7 separate regions of the Mus musculus genome follow, and all the other regions are linked to region 7. The links are chromatin contacts, called in public HiChIP or PLAC-seq and promoter capture Hi-C maps. All regions are on one chromosome and are shown on one strand. The core of a region is the stretch at or near the end of the contact, and the rest is flanking DNA. Distances in the headings are between cores, read along the strand shown.

The links. Promoter capture Hi-C pulls out the DNA fragments that hold promoters and counts their contacts. HiChIP or PLAC-seq counts read pairs in DNA pulled down with a chosen protein or histone mark.
Region 1: a contact with region 7 is called in an SRF HiChIP or PLAC-seq map of embryonic stem cells, with 34 times the contacts expected there. The contact joins the promoter of Nectin2 here to the promoter of 9330104G04Rik in region 7. A contact is called at or near these places in 1 of 39 promoter capture datasets (cranial neural crest) and 3 of 115 datasets of contacts at active chromatin or transcription factors (astrocytes and embryonic stem cells).
Region 2: a contact with region 7 is called in a promoter capture Hi-C map of liver, with 4 times the contacts expected there. The contact joins the promoter of Trappc6a here to the promoter of 9330104G04Rik in region 7. A contact is called at or near these places in 5 of 39 promoter capture datasets (cranial neural crest, embryonic stem cells, liver and 2 more) and 1 of 115 datasets of contacts at active chromatin or transcription factors (forebrain).
Region 3: a promoter capture Hi-C map of cranial neural crest shows a contact between it and region 7. The contact joins the promoter of Bcam here to the promoter of 9330104G04Rik in region 7. A contact is called at or near these places in 1 of 39 promoter capture datasets (cranial neural crest) and 1 of 115 datasets of contacts at active chromatin or transcription factors (embryonic stem cells).
Region 4: a contact with region 7 is called in a promoter capture Hi-C map of pre-B cells, with 2.9 times the contacts expected there. The contact joins the promoter of Ppp1r37 here to the promoter of 9330104G04Rik in region 7. A contact is called at or near these places in 6 of 39 promoter capture datasets (cranial neural crest, frontonasal cranial neural crest, hippocampal neurons and 3 more) and 2 of 115 datasets of contacts at active chromatin or transcription factors (astrocytes and embryonic stem cells).
Region 5: a contact with region 7 is called in an H3K4me3 HiChIP or PLAC-seq map of forebrain, with 6 times the contacts expected there. The contact joins the promoter of Ercc2 here to the promoter of 9330104G04Rik in region 7. A contact is called at or near these places in 2 of 115 datasets of contacts at active chromatin or transcription factors (embryonic stem cells and forebrain) and 3 of 9 other capture datasets (adipose tissue, liver and pancreatic islet).
Region 6: an H3K4me3 HiChIP or PLAC-seq map of embryonic forebrain shows a contact between it and region 7, with 4 times the contacts expected there. The contact joins the promoter of Clasrp here to the promoter of 9330104G04Rik in region 7. A contact is called at or near these places in 4 of 39 promoter capture datasets (cranial neural crest, frontonasal cranial neural crest, maxillary cranial neural crest and 1 more) and 2 of 115 datasets of contacts at active chromatin or transcription factors (embryonic forebrain and large pre-B cells).

The regions. Positions count from the first base shown.
Region 1 is chr7:19,748,244-19,750,943 of GRCm38.p6, forward strand. Nectin2 (nectin cell adhesion molecule 2) reads right to left here and starts at 1,330. Exons shown (of 9, transcript NM_008990.3): 1 at 972-1,330. The coding sequence starts at 1,059. Gm34744 (a long non-coding RNA gene) reads left to right here and starts at 1,327. Exons shown (of 3, transcript XR_881878.3): 1 at 1,327-1,706.
Region 2 is chr7:19,507,228-19,509,927 of GRCm38.p6, forward strand. It overlaps Trappc6a (trafficking protein particle complex 6A), which reads left to right and starts at 1,443. Exons shown (of 6, transcript NM_025960.4): 1 at 1,443-1,605. The coding sequence starts at 1,522. It overlaps Bloc1s3 (biogenesis of lysosomal organelles complex-1, subunit 3), which reads right to left and starts at 1,143. Exons shown (of 2, transcript NM_177692.4): 1 at 1,078-1,143; 2 at 1-383. The coding sequence starts at 374.
Region 3 is chr7:19,768,951-19,771,803 of GRCm38.p6, forward strand. Bcam (basal cell adhesion molecule) reads right to left here and starts at 1,582. Exons shown (of 15, transcript NM_020486.2): 1 at 1,457-1,582. The coding sequence starts at 1,520.
Region 4 is chr7:19,560,980-19,563,847 of GRCm38.p6, forward strand. It overlaps Ppp1r37 (protein phosphatase 1, regulatory subunit 37), which reads right to left and starts at 1,419. Exons shown (of 13, transcript NM_199149.3): 1 at 832-1,419. The coding sequence starts at 1,051.
Region 5 is chr7:19,380,696-19,383,395 of GRCm38.p6, forward strand. Ercc2 (excision repair cross-complementing rodent repair deficiency, complementation group 2) reads left to right here and starts at 1,322. Exons shown (of 23, transcript NM_007949.5): 1 at 1,322-1,364; 2 at 1,584-1,683. The coding sequence starts at 1,360.
Region 6 is chr7:19,603,219-19,606,000 of GRCm38.p6, forward strand. Clasrp (CLK4-associating serine/arginine rich protein) reads right to left here and starts at 1,268. Exons shown (of 21, transcript NM_016680.5): 1 at 1,194-1,268; 2 at 1-87. The coding sequence starts at 70.
Region 7 is chr7:16,873,486-16,876,195 of GRCm38.p6, forward strand. 9330104G04Rik (RIKEN cDNA 9330104G04 gene) reads right to left here and starts at 1,401. Exons shown (of 2, transcript NR_152128.1): 1 at 727-1,401. Dact3 (dishevelled-binding antagonist of beta-catenin 3) reads left to right here and starts at 1,832. Exons shown (of 4, transcript NM_001081655.1): 1 at 1,832-2,188. The coding sequence starts at 1,940.

The sequences.
Region 1 (2,700 bases), core at 80-2,579, 2.9 Mb after region 7:
GAAAACTGCAAACCTCCCGGGCTCTGACTCTACCTGGGACACAGCCGACTAAGTTCCCAATTTCAGGCTACGTCTTTAAGCCTTTGATTATATTTGGGGGCAGAGGGGTAAAGGTCAGAGTCCCTTGATCATTAAATTCCATTGCCTACAGCTAAATCCGAACCTGCCAAGATAGTGCCTCTGGACCCTAACTGCACCTGGACCCCAGCGAGCAGAGCTCTTTGCCCACAGTTAAACCCAAGACCCACAAGTTTGAACCCCTTTTCTCCAATTCTATCTAGACCCGGGTTAGGCTCGCCTTCTGAGATCCTGGAGGCAGAACCTCTTAATTTTCCCAGAACCCAGGGGTCAGTGTCTGTAAACTCCCTGAGGCTTGCACTCCAGACTCACACCCTTCCTGCCCCTGAGTGCCCCCAACTCTCATCATTGGTTTGCCAAGGGCTCCCAAAGACCGAACTCATCCCCCCCCCAACACACACTCGTCTTGGGAACCTCGACTGTGGGTCCCCTCGCGCCCAATTCTCCCCGGGCCTCGGATGCCCAACCCAACAAGAAGGAAAAGAAAAAAAAGGGGGGGGGGTGTCGTCCCTCCTCACCATCACGACCCTCCAGCTAGTGTGAGTGGGGGGAACATTCTCCACATTCCTGAGGGGGGAGAGCAGAGACGGAAATCCAGATTCCGGATAAGTGATCAGCACAGGATGGGGAGGATTTAACCCTTTCCACGCCGAGGGAGGTGGAGGGGGTCAGAAACCCGGGTTAGAATGGACACTTGTGATTACGCGAGGTGCAGAGAGGGAGGTTAGGAGACTCGGAGAGAGAGCCCGGTGTGTTGCGAGAATCTCGATCAGTAGGGCCAACCTAGAAGGGGGCACGAGGGAAAGGGGCCTCGGGGAGCTGGGAGTGAGGTGGGGGACGATGCCCCGTTCCCTCCCTTCTGAGGACTGACGAAGGCATCCGCGCGTTTTCACCTGTTTCCTGAAGCAGGAGCAGTAGCAGCGGCAACAACGGCAGCGTCGGTGACAATCTGGACGGCGGGAGGACTGCGGCCCGGGCCATGGGGGGCCCGGGGAGGGACTGGGCCCGGGCAGGGGGTGCCTAGGGACCACTCTTCGTGTACCGATCGGCTGGGAGGGCAGTCAGGGGTCTGAAGTGTCCGGCTCCAGGCCGGCTTCCGCCGCTCACGGCTCCCCGGATCAGTTCGTTCGGCCCAGCTTTCCCTCGCCTGGCTCTCAGGATCCGCGCCCCCCGGCCCCTCGCTTAGCTCCAGCGGGCCGGACTCATGACGTCACAGGCCCCGCCCCTCTTCGCCAAGCCGATCCTAGGGCTCAGGCTCCGCCCCTCTCAGGGCTAAGACCCCGCCCATCCCGCGTCCCACACCTGTCTGGCCCCACGATTCTATCTCCGCCTTCTCCTGGAATTAACTATTTGACCACGCCCACTCGACATGGAGCCACGCCCACACACAACCCGGGAAGACCCACTGCGCCCCCTACTGGTCACTCTAATGAGACGCGGTCACACCCCCTTCTAAACTTCCGGTCGCCTCCCACCAGGAGAAGCCATGCCTTCTCGCCCAGACCACGCCCCACTGCCCTCTGGTTAGCCTGAGTATGTGGGCTCTCATAGGGCCTCCCTTCCTGAGGCACCGCCCCTTGGTGAGGCCACACCCCTGTCCCAGCCTTTCTCCTAGTCCTGCTGCTGTGGTAGGTCGGGGTCACTTCTTAGTGGACCCCATTTCTTTCTGATCTCTGCCCTGGGTTCTCGTGTCGCCGCATCATTTCTTTCCAGATTTCTCCTCTTTCTCTACCTCTGAGTCTCCCTCCGCATCCCCATGTTTCTCTGTGGCTCTGCTCTGGTGTTTCTTTGTCTGTCCATGTGCCTATGTCACTTAGTCCCCGTGTCTCGTTGCATTCCTTTGACTGTGTGCGTCTCTCTTTGCGTCCCTGTCACTTTCTGTTTCTTGTCTCATAGTTTTTTTCTGTGTCACTCTTAATATTCCTGTCCCTGCATCTGGCCTCTGCGTCCCTCCCACCCAGTATCCTTTTTTTATATCGCAGCCTTCCGCGAGGGGGCAGCATAAACCAACCCAGCAGGCCGAACCCCGCTGGGTGGGGCTGGACCAGTCAGTCTGTCCTCTGGCCCTACCAGTCCCTTCCGGTTGTCCTTGTCCCACTTTCTCTATCTCACCAGAATCCTGTGGTCTTTGTGGCTGGTTTTGAGGCGGCCCTTTTGTCTCTTCGTAGACGCTCCACCCTCCCCACCCCCACCCGCCTTTTCACATTCCCAGGGCCGCCGAGTGGAGCTAATGAGAAGGTCCACTTGTTGGGGATGGGGGAGGGGAACAGGTACTCCGCTGCTGAAGTACCTGACAGCCAAATCCTCCCCAAGGGCCAGGCATTTGGGGGTTTCTTGTGAGAGAGCCACCTGGGCTGGGGTAGGGCCCCTTCTCCACCGGCCACATACATGAAGCCCCTCTCCCATGTGGCAAGGCCCAAGGAGTGGACCCTGGCTCTGACCAACTTGCTTTCCACTCTTGTTAATGCTCCTATTTGTTTGCTTGCTGATTATTTTGTGTGTGTGCAGGCCGTGCTGACTTCTGAAGGGCAAATAACAACTTGCTTTGAGTTGGAAGCAGCAAGTGGGTGCCGGGGCCCCAACTCACGTAGCCAAGTTTGGTGGCACAACCTTTGAAGCCAT
Region 2 (2,700 bases), core at 193-2,692, 2.6 Mb after region 7:
TACACGCCGCTCACCGCAGCCGCTACGTCGTGGTCCAGGCGCGTCTGGCTCTCAGCCAACCGGAGCTGCAGCAGCGAGCGCGCAGGCGCCATGGCAGGGGTCTCCTCCGTGCCCCAAGTCTCCGCCGGATCGCGCTGCACCACGAGCGGGGGCAGGTCGACCGGCACAACCGTGGGCTCGGGCTCAGGCTCCGAGTCGGTCTCCGCCGCCTCCCCGGCCACACGCAGCCCCGTGGGACGGCCGCGCGTAGGGCCCGAGGGACCCAGGTATAGTTCCTCCTCGGACGAGGATGCAGACAGCTCCGAGTCGGTCTCCGCAGCTTCCCCAGGTACCACTGTCCCCGGCCTTCTCCGCCGACCCTGGGATGACTCCATGGCACGGAGCTGGAGAAGAGGAATTGAGCGGACGTGAGGTCCCGAGTCCCAGCCCCTTCACCGCCATCCCCAGCGAGTCCTGACTTGGGCCTCAGTTTCCTCGTGTACACATGGGTTGGAATTGTGCACCTCTGTATCATTTGTGTGCACACCGGGGACATCAAGGACCGTCCAGGCAAAGCCTTAGAACTAGGTCACACGAGATGGCTCAGCTGGGAAAAGGCACTTGCAATCAAACCTGACGCCAAGAGTTCGAACCCAGGGACCCACATGGTGGAAGAAGCGAACTGAGGCCCGTACAGTTGTCCTCTGAGCTCTACACGCGTGCTAGAGACGCACGCGTATATATACATTAACTAATATAAAATAATAATAATGACTTTAATTCCCAGCACCGGAGGAGAGGCAGGAAGATCTCTGTGAGTTCGAGATCAGCCTGATCCTCAATAGTGCCAGGCCATCCAACATTACATACATAGTGAGAACTTGTCTCAAAATAATACTGACAATAATAAAGTAAGTTTTAAAAGCTTTGTAACCAAGAGTTCCCAGAGTCCCACCAGCACAGGCCACACCCTCCACTGTCCTCCTGGCCAGCGAGCACTTGGCCGCAATAGGCACCAGGGCAAACAGAAAGGACAGCCGCCCGAGGGGACCCTTAACAAGAGCCACCGACACCAGAGTCCCGGAAGGAAGGCCATACCGGGTCTCCGAGGCTCCGAGCCCAAGGGGTCCGCTGCCTGGCGGAAGTGAGCCGGTCTCTCGCAGCGTCACGTGAGCCGAGTTATGGCCAATAGGAAAGCGGTTAGACAAGTCGCTTCCGTAGTGTGGGTTTATTTATTTATTTGCTTATGTATTTAGGAAAATTCCGTTTGACGCGTAAATTTATTTTTTTTAATCTTGGACCCTCACAGGAATCAGAGACTCAGCCAATTGGATGTCCGAAGACTCGGGAGCAGGGAGGGAAGCGAAGAAAGGGCGGAAGATGTTAACAGCGCGGCCAAGGAAGGGGCTCGGTGGACCCGCCTCCTGGCTTTCAAGAAGCAGGCGGAGCTAAATAGGATCACCAATCAGATCGGGCCTACCTCCCGAGCTGACCAATGGGAGCCGGAAGCGTTGGCCAGGCGTGAGGGTCGCGAGGCGGCGTATGGCGGACGCGGTGCTATTCGAGTTTCTGCACACCGAGATGGTGGCGGAGCTGTGGGCCCCGGACCCGGACCCAGGCTCGGGGGTGAGCGGCACGCCGTGGCCTCGGGGTGGAGAAGTGGGGTGTGATCGAGCCTTATGGCAGGTCATTGCTGAGGCGGAGCGAGATGACTTGGGTCAAGGCGCTCAGTTCTAGGCCTCGTCCTGGGGCGCCGTTGATAATTAGGGTAATTGGCTGTTATTGGGCTCAGATGAGGGCTCGCCTCACCACCCACTTAGTATGCAACTCAACATCTTTAATCTTCCTATCCTTCCGTTTCCTCCTTAGAAAATGCACCCTCAACCATACCCGGTCTCATCTGTCCCCTCTGCCTGTGTGCTGGATAAAGTGCGTGCTGATCGCGCTACACCCCAGCACACAGTGAGTTTTTTAGTATGGATTTGCCCCTGTAATGAGTAAAGACCCCACCCGGTAATGTGGAAGGTGGCGCTGGGATCACTGAAATATTGTAATCAATAATAGTTACCACCACTTATGTGTTCCTTTGTGCCTTCCTGTGTGTCATACTCCCATCCACCTCCCATTGTCTTCCTTCTCATCCTAGGGAGGTCATGAAGAAGCTGCTTTGTGCAGAGGCACATGCTCTGGGAAGGAGGGAGCCTGCTTCCTCTCTGCTCTGTGTCACCTTGACTCTAATAAAGAGATTAAAATAGCTTTCTGTGAGCCTGCACAGATATGAGCTTGCCCAGGGCTCTCCTCGTAGCTCCTAACTGCTGCCACCGACTGTGTCCGTACTGGGGGCCCTACAGCTGAGGTAATAGAGTTAGTGGGAGTGTGGCCCGATCATCAGGTCTCAGGAGCCTCCCTGATTTTTTGGGAGGGTGGGGGTGGGGGGGTTCGAAACAGGGTTTCTCTGTGTAGCCCTGGCTGTCCTGGAACTCACTCTGTAGACCAGGCTAGCCTCAACTCAGAAATTCACCTGCCTCTGCCTCCCAAGTGCTGGGATTAAAGGCGTGTGCCACCACGCCCGGCTGCCTCCCTGATTTTATAGGCTACATGGCAGTTTGAACTTCCATGACTGTGTGGGAGTTCAAGACCTGCTGCAGAGACTGCTCTGCTCTCTCTTTTCTTCCCTGAGTATCCCTACGCCAACCCGACTCTTGAAGCAGGTTTTCACTG
Region 3 (2,853 bases), core at 332-2,831, 2.9 Mb after region 7:
TCAAGGAAAGGCCAGGCCTGGCTCTCCTCTTGGCCTCCAGCAAACAGGACAAGACTTAGCCTGGGGCTAAATAACAGGTCTTTCTCCATCTTAGTCCCATCCTATCTCATGGCTCCATCCTATCTTCTCCAGTAGCTCCCGGGGGCCCTCTGCTCTCTCATGTGTGGGGGGCCAGGGTGTGGGCTGCAGCTGGGCCAGAAGCTGGATGGGTGTGTGGGAGTGGCAAGGGGGGACAGGGCTGGGCAGGTTTCAGGAATGTGGGAGGGTCAGGCTGGCTGAGACCTGCCCAGCTTGGCGCCAGAGCCCCCTACCCGCCCCTTGACAACACCCCCCCCCCATCTCTTTACCAGAGAAGCTTGAAAAGGGTGAGGTGAGTCACCTGGGCAGAGGTGAGGCTGGGTCCTGAGGGAGAAAGGACTGGAAGTTTAGACAACTAGCTGCCCGAGGTATAGCAGGCTGCATGTGGGAAACACGGATCTCTGAGTCCTAGGGACCTGAGAACTTGGGTCTTGGATTCCTGTCAGGGTCTGGCAGGTAGCACGGTTCTTGCTGAGAATCTACCCTCTGGGCTGGCATCATTCCTTTCCCGCCTAACCTGGCACAGACTACTCCTGGGTTCCCACTCTATATCACGTTTGTGCCAGGAGCCTTGGTTCTCAGGCACCCACCTCTGGGCCCAGCCTGTCCCAGGGGAGCTGGTTGGGGGCCAAGCTGGTGCTCTGGACTGGTTGTGAGCAGCCAAGCAGCCAGATATCCTGTCTTCCCTGATCTCTCTTCACCCTGTCCCCAGTGTCCCCCCGCCCCTGTTTCTCCTCCCCACTTCACCACATGCAGGTGTGTGGATTTATCGGGGCCCTCAGGAAAGGGGCCCTGTCAGTCGGAAAACACTGTTCCACCTTCTCTGTCAGGCTCGGTTCTTCCGGCCCTTTCAGAGAGAGGCGGGTCCTTTAGAGGCAGCCTAAACTCTGAATTTTGGGGAAACCCTAACATTCTAGAAAGTGCTTTAACCGCAGGGTCCCCCGTTTCTCTGAGGAAACTCTGAGCTTAATCACTTAGAGAACAGCTCCGGGATGCTAATCTTCAGTATCTTAGCAGAACCTATTTTGACTATGGGGGAGGGGAGGGGCTGGACTCCAGTCTAAGGGACTAGGGGCTACAGATCCCAGATTCCAGGTACTCAAGGTTATTAGGGGTCGCAGGGCTTAGACTCCAGGATTCCCAAAGAGCTGGGGAGGGACAGCTGTCTCAGATGTGTTTGCTCCAGAGCTAGGGTATCCTTAGCTCTCAGATCGGGTGCACCCCAAGGCCTCCCGCCTTCCTCCCTACTGGGGAATCCCTAGATTGTGATCCCTGGGGAAATGGAAGCTTGTTCCCCTTGTCTTCTCGGGGACTCCAGGGGCCTGCCCCACAAGCCCCAACCTCAAGTTTCAGCTCTGCCCTCAGCCCCAAGTCATACCTGAGTAGCCCGACAGCAGGAAGGTGAGCCACAGCAGCCCTGCGCGGGCGTCAGGGGGTTCCATGTTCCCTGCAGTGGCGGCAGTGACTGAGCCCGGGCGAGGCTCTCCGCCGCCCTGAAGCTGGCAGCGGAGGCCAGGCCCCTGACCACGCCCCTGACCACGCCCACCCCATCCCCAAGCTGGGCGCAGGGCCAAGACCTCCCACTGCCCTGAGAGGACCTCCCACCCTCGCGCGCGCGGGGACCCGCTAGCACCGCCGCGCGCTGCTCCATCCAACCCACGCCTGCGGCTCTCCTCCTCAGCCGTGGGGACCGACCCTCCAGTCAAGCCTCGAGCTGGAATCTAAGGGAAAGCGCGCAGATACTCGTTCCCTTCCTTCCTGGCCACCTGCGGGGTCTTGACACGCATGCCCAAGGTGGCATGTGGCCCTCGACTGCAGGTGAATCTTTTTCCTAGTTTATTTTCTTTTTGGAGTCGGTGGCCCACTGTAGCTCAGGCTGGCCTTCTGCCTCAGTTTCCCAAGTACTGGGATTACAAGGGTGAGCCATCGCCCTGGTTTGTGAACTGTCGGTTTTGACCAGCGGTCCCTGATGTGATTAGTTGCCTGTGCTGGTCTCTCTTTGTAGTCTCTCCTGCATGACCGGCTCTTCCCTGAGTGCCCTAGGATGCCCTCCCCTTAGAGGCAGCCACCTTGCTGGGAAGCGCCCCTCCTCTGACTGAGCAGTGGCCTGGAACTGGTCAGGTCAATCTTTTCTCTAATGGGTTTTCAATTCCCAGTCCTGGTCGGCCTCTTTGGTGATGAGGTGGGGATGGGGTGCCCCTCCCTCTGCTCTGCTCTGCTCTCCTTGACTCCTTCACTTCCCCCCATCCAGGGAATCCAAGGAATGTCACCCCCCTTCCGCCTTCCTTCTCTGCCCGCCATTCCTTCCCCACCTTGGGGGGAGGGGAGGAGAAGTGGGCTGGCGCGTCGGCAGGTGAGTGGCTGAGGGAAAGAGCAGGCTGCTAGGACCGCGGGATGGAAGAGAGGGTCACAGGTCAAAGTAAGGGGTCACAGATCAGTCTACTCCAGGATCCTCACACGCCGAGGCAGTGTGGAACAAAATCCCAAGAATGCTGGATGGGGGCTGGAGAAGGAGGGTTCTGCCTCTGTTCAGAGGGTAGAAACTAGCCTGGGATACTGCTATGGATGGGGGGTGGTATAATTGTGGGTCATGCTGAGAGAGGGTCCTCCCCCTCCAGTCTCTGGCCAGTCTGAGGGTGACCAGCGTTGAGCTGCCCTGTGAGCCAAGGTTTTACCCATCAGTCCTAGTGGAAAGGCTTATGTTGTAGGTTTTGGCAGGGCTCTCAAAGCTGTTTTAGCATTCCCTGTCACAGGAAGCAATTGTGAAACCAGGAA
Region 4 (2,868 bases), core at 169-2,668, 2.7 Mb after region 7:
TAGCTTCCATAGAACACGGCCAGTGGGTGACCTCACTTCACAGGCTCCACCCAAGCAAAACACAATTCAGCTCAGAAATGGGATTAGCCTGTGTCCATCTCCCCAGCAACCTTTTCCCTTTCAAAGCCATCAAAGCCAATGCACTCCTCCAAGTGCCCGTCCAGTTCCACCTCCCCACCAACAGGCCTAGATCTTAGATCTTCCCATCTCCCAACATGTAAGTCACCTTCTGTTGAGTAGGGAATACTGCCGAGTCCTTCCCCAGGTAAACCCTGGTAAAAGCGGGCTCCGCGTTCTGCTGCCGAACCTTACTGCGGAATTCCTCGCACACAGGCAAACTGGCCACCTCGTCCTCTGCTTTACTACCTGCTGCCTCTGACCCTCCTTTCCCAGTCGGAGGGTTTACAAACTTCTGTACAGTCTGGGTTTATTTCCGTCCTCGTTTCAGCCAAAAGAGCAATGGCCATAGCCGGCTACGCTTTGCCTCCTGGTTTACAGACCAGCTGCTTCGCTCTCACCATCCCGTGGACTCAGGCACTTACCTTTCCCCCAATACTATAACCAGGCTCTCTTCATCTATCCCTGAGTGTACCATGAACTCAAAGGCTGGCTGCCAGCCTCCCAAACTCCCAAACAAGGTTAGGCTTTGAAAACCCAGTCCTGTGGACCTTTCCAGCTCTCCCGCCAACCCCTCTCTGCCTCCAGCTCTAACCTAGGCACCGTTGAAATCACCAATAAGTACCATTTGCCGCGGGCCACCTCCGTGGGGGTCGGCCCTATGGCGGTCCCACCCGCCTCTAGGCTCTCCCCCGCAACCCTCGCCAAAGCTACCGTGTCTCCAGGGGTCTTTGGGCTCCACCGCTCCAGACACGATGTCCTCGTCAGATGGGAACGTGACACGCTTGGCAGCAGCCTTAAGGCGGCCATCGGCCGGGGGCGAGGTCCCGGTAGGAGACTCAGCTTCGGCGGAGGCCTCCTCGGTCTCGGCCTCCGCGTCCGCGTCGGCGTCCGCGCCCGGCCCGGGCGGAGCCTCCTGCGGCGGGATCTCCATCGCCGCCGCCTCCTCCTCCTCACGGGGGCCCCGGGGACATGCCCCGGGCCCCGGACTCGTCTCTCCGGGTCCTCCCGCCGTTCCGGGGCATGGGCTTCGCCGCTGCCTCAAGCGCCGCCTCCGTCCGCTCCGTTCGTCGTCGTCGTCGTCGTCGTCGTCGCAGTCGCCGGGAGCCCCAACGCGCCTCCGCCGAGCTCCGCGAGTACCTGCTCTTCCGCAGCCACACTTTCGCTACAAGCCGAAGGGCCCGCTGCGTACCGAGAAAAGCATAGCACCGACTCAAGCTTTTGCTCTGAAAAAAAACCGTGTCGAGGACGACAGGAAGACCGGAACAAAGAACAGTAAGCTCCGCGGAAAAAAGAAACGTGACCGGCGAATCTGCAGAGCCAAACTGCAGAACACAGAGGCGGGGCCTATGAACGCTGTCTCCCGGAGCGCCGCGCATGCGCGAGTTCTAGCCGCCCCCTCCCGCCCCCCACAAGCCAAGCTGTCAACAGTCAGGCTCCCGCACATTCGTCACAAGCCCAAGTAATTCGGGAAAGGATTCAATACAAATCCTATAACCGCGGCCTGCGAGAGGGCTGTCAGCGGCTAAAGCCGTCTGAGTTCGTAAAAATAGAAGAATCGCCTCCACAAAATTGTCCTCTGATTTCTACGCGTCTACAAGAAATGAGTAACTTAAAATATAAAATACGGATCAGATATTAATTAAAAAACCACTTGCTGGACATGGTAGTGACTCGCCTTGTGAACCGAGCCTTGGAGAGGCTGAAGGAGGAGGTTGCGAATTCGAGGCTAGGCTGGATTACAAAGGGAGCCTCAGACAAGCAGGTGCTACAGCAGGAGACCCTGGTGGGGCTAAGCCAAGTACTGGGAGCAGGATAAAGTGATGGAGGTGCTGAGAGCTGAGAGCCAAGCTGAATATCGGATGAGTACGTACAAGTGACAGAAGCGACAGAAGAGCACACTTTAGCACAATTTTCGTCAAAATTGTATCAAATGTAAATTACAATATTAGACGAGTCTGCTAGGTATTCATGAACCTGCTATAAAAACAAAACAAAACAAAAACTGGGAGCAGGAATTCCAAAGGCTCGGGATGAACCAGCTGACCAAACCTGAGCGAGCCTAAGCCACACCTCCAAGGGGTCGATTCCAAAGCTCAGGATTCATCTGGGCACTTTCGCTTTTCCTTCTCAGCTCATTAAAGCCCACTGGCACAGGGACTGAAACCACAGAACGGGATTTGAGGAGGGTCGAGCACAGCATTGCCAAGTAGAGAGCTAGGCTGGAACTGGAGGGAGGCTCCAGTGTGAACTGATAACTGAGACCACTGCTAAGGGTAGCTGCTTTCCTCTTCACAGTTGGGGGTTAGCACACTTTGGAGACTGAGAAGTACCAAAAGCCCCTATAATTAATGCAAACCTTCAGTTACATTCTGAACTCCAAAAGGCATTAAGTGGGCTTTGTTTGGGGGGGGAGGGTTGGGTTTTGTTTGGTTTTACTGGTTCTCATGTAATCCAGGCTGCCCGCTGACTTGCCATGTAGGAAAGACAGGCTTTATCTCTGGCTCCTCCTGCCTCTACACCCCCTTCCCCACACCAAATGCTGGGATTACAGACTTGGGTCACTGTGCTTAGCTAGGAACTGCTTCCAGATATCATGTACTGAAAGATTTCTAGTGACAAGGGGCTGAAACAGGGGACACAGACTCCCTCACTAGACGGCTAGAGCAAACTGAGGAAGGGTAAAACTTCAACGCTAACCACCAACCTGCAGCATTTGCTCCCGGGCACTGGCACGGCACTGGCACACAA
Region 5 (2,700 bases), core at 72-2,571, 2.5 Mb after region 7:
CACTCACTCCGGAGGCAGAGGCAGGCAGGTCTCTGTGAGTTCAAGGCCAACCTTGTTTATAGTGTGAGATCTAGGACAGTGTCAGAACTAAGTAGAAAGACTCTCTCAAAAAGAAAAGGGACTGGAGCTCAGTGATTAAGAGCACTGACTGCTCTTCCAAAGGTCCTGAATTCAAATCCCAGCAACCACATGGTGGCTCACAACCATCAGTAATGAGATTGGATACCCCCTTCTGGTATATCTGAAAACAGCTACAATGTACTTATATATAACAAATAAATCTTAAAAAAAAAAAGAAAGAAAAGAAAGGATGAAATGAAGGGAGGAAGGACTAAAAGGTGATATTTGAGCAAGAATCCAGAGATATGAAATAACTGACAGCATTGTCCAGCCCTCAGGTGGGTTAGCCACAAGCTGGGGCCAGCCACCCAGGCTATAGAGTGAGCTCCGGACCAGCTTGGGTTACATAGTACGACTGTCTACTGAGGCCTGTACCTCATGAGATGGCTCATGAGGTACAGGCCTTTTGACCTGAGTTCGATTCCCACACATAGTGGAAGGAAAGGACTGAACCAAATTCTGCAGGTTTCCTCTTCCTTCCACAGGCCAGAGGTATTGGATTCCATGGAGCTAGCCCTAAAGGTGATCGATCATAAGCTGCCTGATTTGGGGGGTGGGAGTGGAGAGTGGGGCGGCTGGGAACCCTGCTCCTCTTCAAAATCAGAAAGTGCTTTTAACTACTGAGTGATTCCTCCAGGCCCTTAATTAATGAAGTTTTGTTTGTTTGTGACCTATGCTTTAACGTCTGAGCCATCTTTCCAACCCATATTAATAAATGCTTAAAAACACGTGCTAGGCAGGGCAGTGGTGGGAAGCAGAGGCAGGTGGATTTCTGAGTTCGAGGCCAGCCTGTACTACAGAGTGAGTTCCAGGACAGCCAGGGCTACACAGAGAAACCTTGTCTCGAAAAAACAAACAAAAAAACAAAAAAAAACACCCGAAAAACAAAAAAATCAAGACGGTCTCCAATTTCTCTGTTATTCTCTCTTAAACACTATTTTCACGACTTGGACAACCAGAACAGAACCTGGAGGAGCGAAGCAGCAATGAACTCTATCGATTCTCTCGACTCTCTTCTTTCTGTGTTCTGCTCGAAGTCCTCGGCGATCCTCAGCGATGCCTCGGGCACCACTTCTCTCCGAAGTCCGCCCTCTCACCGCCATGCGCACGCGCCAATTTTCCGATTGGCAGAGTGACGGGAGGACTCGGCCAATGGCGTCCCGAGGAAGGTGTGTCTCTGGGTCACGCCCCCTCGTTGAATATTCAGGAGCGGGCGTGTGGACGCCGCGATCAGCCGCCATGAAGTGAGATGGGGTCTCTGAAAGAGCGGGCGGCTCTGCGGTGGGCAATGGGGCGGCGGGTGGGCGTCGCCGGGGCTGGGGCGCGGCGTGGAGAGGCTGCGGAGACCGGTCCGGGTGGCTTCGGGGTCCCTGGCGGCGAGACGCCACGAGGGCGGGCGGGCGGGCGGAGCGGAGGCCGAGGCGGCTCGAGAGCACCGGGCACCGACGCCTCACCGCCGCCAGGCTCAACGTGGACGGGCTGCTGGTCTACTTCCCGTACGACTACATCTACCCGGAGCAGTTCTCCTACATGCTGGAGCTCAAGCGCACGCTGGACGCCAAGGTGGGTGGCGAGGCTGCCCTCCTTGCATTCTGATGCCTCTGGCAGGCAAACGTCCTGGTCGGGGCCCGGGCCTTGCTATCCCAGCACCCGGAAGACCCAGGCAGGAGCATCGCTGCGATTTTGGAGGCCAGCCGGGGCTACACAGCGAGACCGTGTACTAACAACAATTGTAAATAACAAGGCGAGGAATGTCGCTCAGTTGGTAGGGTGCTAGCCTAGCTAGCAGGGGTGAAACTCTGGGTTCCATCCTGGCACCGCATAAACTGACTGATAGTAATTACAATTATGCCTGTAATTCTAGAGACAGGGTGGCTGAGGACAGATTGCTCGAGTTTGAAGTACAGTCTGGGTTTCATAGTGAGTTTCGGGCTAGCTAGGGCTATGTATAGGAAAACTCTGGAGGTATTCCTGGTAGTGACAATAGTGGAGGGAAGAAGGGGTTCCGTATGTGGAGGTCAGAGGACAACTTTGTGGAGTTGGGTTTTTCCTTCCACTTCTATTTCGGTTTTGTTTTGTTGTAGATTTATTTGTTTTATGTATGTGAGTACACTGTAGCTGTACAGATGGTTGTGAGCCTTCATGTGGTTGCTGGGATTTGAACTCAGGACCTCTGGAAGAGCAAGCAGCCAGTGCTCTTAACTGCTCAGCCATCTCTCCAGTCCCTCGTTGTGTTTTCTGAGACAGGGTTTCTCTGTGTGATTTTTGCTGTCCTGGAACTTGTTTCATAGACCAGGCAGGCCTCAAAGTCCCAAAAGATCCACCTGCCTCTGCCTCCTGAGTGCTGTGATTAAAGGCATAGGCCAACACCACCCAGATTTCTTATCATTTTATGTGGGTTCTAGGGATCAAATTCAGGCTGTTAGGTTTGATAGCAATCGCCTTTACCTGCTGAGCTATTTCAACAGCCCTGAACACAAACTTTTTAAAAAAAGTTTTCTTTTAGGTATACTTATTTCCAATGTGTGTATACATGCTACAGTGTGCACGTGAGGGTAGAGTTGGTTCTTTCCTTCCGTG
Region 6 (2,782 bases), core at 18-2,517, 2.7 Mb after region 7:
CCGCCCTCTTCTTGTAGTCCACCATCATGCCTCGAAGTTTCCGCTCATGCTTCCGAGCCTCGTGCCACATGGTGCTGAGGCTTCTGCCTGAGGGAGGAGGGCACCAGACATGTCAAAGGGACTATAAAGACCACGTGGGTAGAGTTACAGTCCTCTGACATGTTGGGGTTGATCCTGATGGACTAAATTCCAAGTCCCATGGCTTCAGGGGAGAGAGAGACCCTGCTGCAGACCAGGACGCTGAGTGCACAAAAGGACTCCTAACAGTCCTGTGGCAGTAGCTCCAGAACTATGAGAAAGCTCTCTGTGACCTAGGTAAGATCTTCTCCTGGGAAAAAAAATCCTCCTAGATTCTGCTCGCTAAAGTCCATATGAAAGACTATAGAGTAGATAGCCTTTGGAAGGCTGATGCAGAACTGTCTTGAGTTCAAGGCCAGCCTTGGTTACACTGTCCAGTGTAACCTAAATATGGAGATCCTACTTTAATTAAAAAAAAAATGGCTGGGAGTGATGGTGCATGCCTTGAATCTCAGCAGTGGGAAGGCAGGACAGGCAGATGTCTGAGTATGGAGCCAGCCTGGTTTATGTACTAAGTTCCAGGCTAGCCAAGGCTACATAGTGAGATGCTGTCTGGAAAAATAAAAATGGAATTTTTGAAATAAAAGGAATGTCTGAAACCGATCCGTAGCTGCCAGGGCTGGGCTCACAAGAACCCCTAAGATCCCTCTGCAGGAACCATGCATGGTACGGGAGGGGGGTGCAGCAGTGTTGTAAGGTAGGTTAGTGGAGAGAGGCAACAGCACAGCCCAGACACGCTTGGGGAGGGGGGTGAGGCCAGGTGAAGGGCGTGGACAGAGGATGAAGATGGTCAGGCGGCTGAGCTCTAAAGGAGGGACGTGAAGCCGGCCAGGCAGGCTAAAAAGAGAGAGTGCGGCCCTGGGCCGGAGCGATGGGTGAAAGACAGGGACGGAGCTGCGTCTGGGGACCAGGGTCCGTGCCGAACCCCAAAGCCCGGATTCGGGCCTGAGGAGGGGCGAGGGGCGCAGCCTGAGGCCTGTCAGGGCGGAAGCAGGCGGGGCCGCCGTCGGGGCCCGGCGGACACCCACGGTGATCTCCGGAGCGCCTCGGACAAGGATGAGGTCGACTGCCACCGCTCGGAAGCCGGGAGGTCGGGGTCGGATGCCTGCACTCACCGGCCAGTCGCCGCCTCCCACTGCTGCGCTCGCGCGCGCTCACGACCCACACCGGAAGCGGAAGTGAGAGGTTGAGCGAAGGAGAGAGGCGGCGCTGCACAAAAGGCACTTCCGCGGTCGAGAGGAAGGGCTCTGGGATGTGGGCGTGGCTCTCGCGATTATGGGCGGGGCCTGCAGGGTGGCACCATCTGGGACCTGTCCTAAAAGTGAGAGCTTAAGTAGAGGAACCCAGAATTCCAGACACGTTTTGTTGTTGTTTTTAAAGATTTATTTCTTTTAGGGGCTGGAGTGGTGACAATCGATTGAGAACTGGAAGCTCTCGCCAAGGTCCTGAGTTTAATTGCCCGCACTCACATAGGGCTCACAACCAGTCTCTTTTTTTTTTTTTTTTTTTTTAAAGATTTATTTATTTATTATATGTAAGTACACTGTAGCTGTCTTCAGACATTCCAGAAGAGGGAGTCAGATCTCATTACAGATGGTTGTGAGCCACCATGTGGTTGCTGGGATTTGAACTCTGGACCTTCGGAAGAGCAGTCGGGTGCTCTTACCCACTGAGCCATCTCACCAGCCCAACAACCAGTCTCTTAACTGTAGTCCTATGGGATCCAGTGCCCTATTCTGATGTGCATACATGCCGAGAAAACACCCATATGCATAAAATACAAAAATAGAAAAGTCTTTTTAAAAGATTTATATTGCCGGACAGTGGTGGCACACGCCTTTTAATCCCAGCACTTGGGAGGCAGAGGCAGGTAGATTTCTGAGTTCGAGGCCAGCCTGGTCTACAAAGTGAGTTCCAGGACAGCCAGGGCTACACAGAGAAACCCTGTCTCGGAAAAAAAATATTATGTGTATGCCTGAAGGTGTATGTTTCTCTGAGATGTATACACACACATATATATTATATAATTTTATTTAATCCTATATGTACATATATATGTATACATATATGTACGTGTATATGTATATATAAATATATATGTATACACACAGACATATATGTGGGATTAATAAAAATTATCTGTAGGTTGTGTTCAGTTAATTCAACAATAGCAGGCTAGGAACAGAAAGGCCAAGAACTCAGTAGATCAGTAGATGCTCGGGCTACAAGGCTGGATGCCTCAGCTGGTCTTCAGTATACACTAGAACCACAGAGAAGGCTCTAACGCCAGTGAAGGAATGGACTTGCTAGCAAGACGATGGCAAGCAGGCAAATACCTAAAGCTTCCTTCTTCCACATCCCTATATACAATCCAGCAGAAATCGTGGCCCAGATTAGAGCTGGATTAAAAGTGTGTCTTCCCATCTCAAGATCCAGATTAGAAATTGAGCTTCCAGGGGCTGGAGAAATGGCTCGGCGGTTAAGAGCACTGACTCTTCTTCTGGAGGTCCTGAGTTCAATTCCCAGCAACCACATGGTGGCTCACAACCATCTGTAATGGAATCCAATGCCTTTTTCTGGTATGTCTGAAGACAGCGACAGTGTACTCACATACATAAAATAAATAAAATCTTTTTTAAAAAGTAAGTGGATCTTCCTACTTCAATTTAAGCAAAAATCTCTCACATGCATGCCCCCCCCCCCA
Region 7 (2,710 bases), core at 151-2,650:
GCTGTGAGAGTAAAGGTGTGCGCCACCACTGCCCAGCAAGACTAAATATTTCAGTGTGTGGTGTATGTGTGCACTCACGCACAGAGTGCAGTTGCCTGAGGAGACCAGAAGAGGACAGTGGATCCTCTGATGCTGGAGTTAAAGAGGACTGTGAGCCTCTTTTTCTCTCTGTGTGCCAGAAACCGAACCCAGGTCTTCTGGAAGAGCAACAGCACTCTTAAATCACGGAGCCATTTCTCCAGTGCTGGGATTACAGATATGACTCACCATGCCCAAGACTCAGTTCTTTATGAGTGGTAGAAGCTGTTACTCCAAAAAAAAAATAATAAAAAATAACAGGGTTATACGTGGTGACCCACTCCTTTAATACGAGCACTGGAGTAGGGGGAGTCAGATACAACCCAGAGGTGGTCTGAAAGTAACAAGCCAGTCTGGTCTACATAGTTACAGTTCAGCCAGGGTTACTTAGTGAAACCCTCAAAAAGCAAAACAAAACATAATTATGCTGTTAAACGTTCAGAATAACTTTTTTTTAGATGTAGATGAAGAGCACAGAGAGACCAAATACGTTTCCTAGTGTTACTCTGCCTTAAAGTGGCATAGACTCACCACATCAAAGTTGGTTATTGCCAGATGATCATAAAACATTATAAAAGACAGTTTCACACTATATTTTTCTTTCAATGACAGGCTGTCATAGTTAGCCCAGATTGGCCTCGAACTCACCGCGATTCTACGGCCCCATCCTCCCTTCCAGATCTGAGCTTTTAAGGAGTCAAAGGTCCGTCTGAGAAATGGGCTATTTCACAAACGTTGCCGACACACCGGGTGTAGTGACACATGCTGGCCGCGTGAGGGGGCGCTAGCCCGGCTTGCCCAGTGAGAAGAGGCAGAATGCAGCCTTCGAAAGCAGGCAGGCTCAGATTTAGAACTTCAGAACGTTGAGAACAGAGCATCTCAGAAGACTGAGAACAAAGCCTCTTAGAACCGTGAACAAAGGCCCCTGCGAGCTCAGACTGGTGGAACTCAGCTCCACCGCACCTGGAAGACAAAAAAGACCTCAGATTCTCTTCTGGTCAAAGCATAGAATATTTCACCCAGGGTCTTGTAATTCCGTAAATGTGCTGTTTTGATGAGACAGAAACTCGCTGTGTAATCCAAACTAGCTTGAAATTCACTATGTAGTTTAGGCTGGCCTTGAACTCTCAATTCTCCTCCTGGTTCAGCCTCCCCTATGATGGAATTACAGAGCCGGTTTGAACAGGTCCTGCTTAAAAGCATAATCAAACCGTAAGATGTTCAATCCGCTTTACTTCTGAGGGTCTGGGAAAGCTGCCTGGAAGAGGAGGCGTGATCCGGATTCAATCATCACTGATGATCCTTCTGCGCAGACTCAGAAGCTGAAAGTTTGGGAGGGGCGGCAAGAGCAGCTGCGGAGCTGTCACGTGGATCCAGTCTCTATTTATAGACCACCCTTCCCTGGACCTGGAGAGCCCAATGGCAGCCAGCGCTCGCCCGCAAGGGGGCGGAACCAGCTCCAGAACCAAGCGACTGGCACCAATGAAATTGGAGCAAGGGCGGGCTTGCTTCATTGTGATTATAAAGAAGGCGTGGCCACAGCCCCAGGATCGCCGCACAAAGGGGCGTGGCGAGTCTGATACCCCCGTAGGTAGTCCTGGGCATGCGTTGTTAAGGAAAAATGGGGCGGGGCGGAGCCCTGCGTCACGGAAGGCAACAACCAATAGTAGGTCGTTGTCGTGCCTTCAGGGGCGTGGTCATGTAGATGAGGCGCGGGTGGGCGGCCCAATGGGCGGGCGCCTATGCAGATGAGACGGTGACAGCCCGGCCAGCGGGCGGGCGGGCTGCTGGGGCGGGGAGGTGGGACCGGCGAGAGGGGCGGCCGTGGGGCCCGGCCGGGCTGGGGCGGGGGGCCGCAGCCATGATCCGGGCCTTCTCGTTCCCGGTGAGCCCGGAGCGGGGTCGGCTGCGGGGATGGTTGGAAGGCAGCCTGGCCGGGCTCTGCGAGTTGCATTGGCTCCGAGAGAGGCAGGAGTACCGCGTGCAGCAGGCGCTGCGGCTGGCCCAGCCCGGGATGGGGGGCGCCGAGGCTGAGGACGAGGAGGACGCCGAGGAGGACGAGGATGCGGCAGCGGCGCGCAGGGCCGCAGCAGCCCTGGAGGAGCAGCTGGTGAGGGGTCGCCTGTCCGTGCGTCCATCCATGCATTCCTCCCTCCCCCATTCGTTCCCCCACCTCCCTGCTCCTGTGTCCGTCTGTCTGTCTTGGTAGTGTATGCTCAGCACACCGGTCCTAGGGTAGGGGAGCAGGCAGGGGGAAAGAGATAAGACTGGAGACCTGGCTTTTCCTACCCCCAAATAGAGCTGATAGGGAGGATGCACGGCCTCCGTTGGACTCAGCATGGACCCTGTTAACCGTCCTGGATGCCTAGTGTGTGTTAAACCAAACATTCGTCTTCTTACAGATTTCCTATTTCATGAGGGTTTGAAAGTCCCCATTTTACAGAGAAAAAAACTGAGGCTTAGAGACAGGAAGAGACTCACCCAAGGTCACACAGCCGGCATTCAAACATAACCTCCCTCTGGGCCCCGCTACCCGGAATCCATCTTCATCTTTCCTTAAGTCTCGGGGTGCTTGGAGATCCCTGGAGGGGGCGGGGTGGGGGAAGGGGAATCTTCAGGCCTCTGGAGAGAG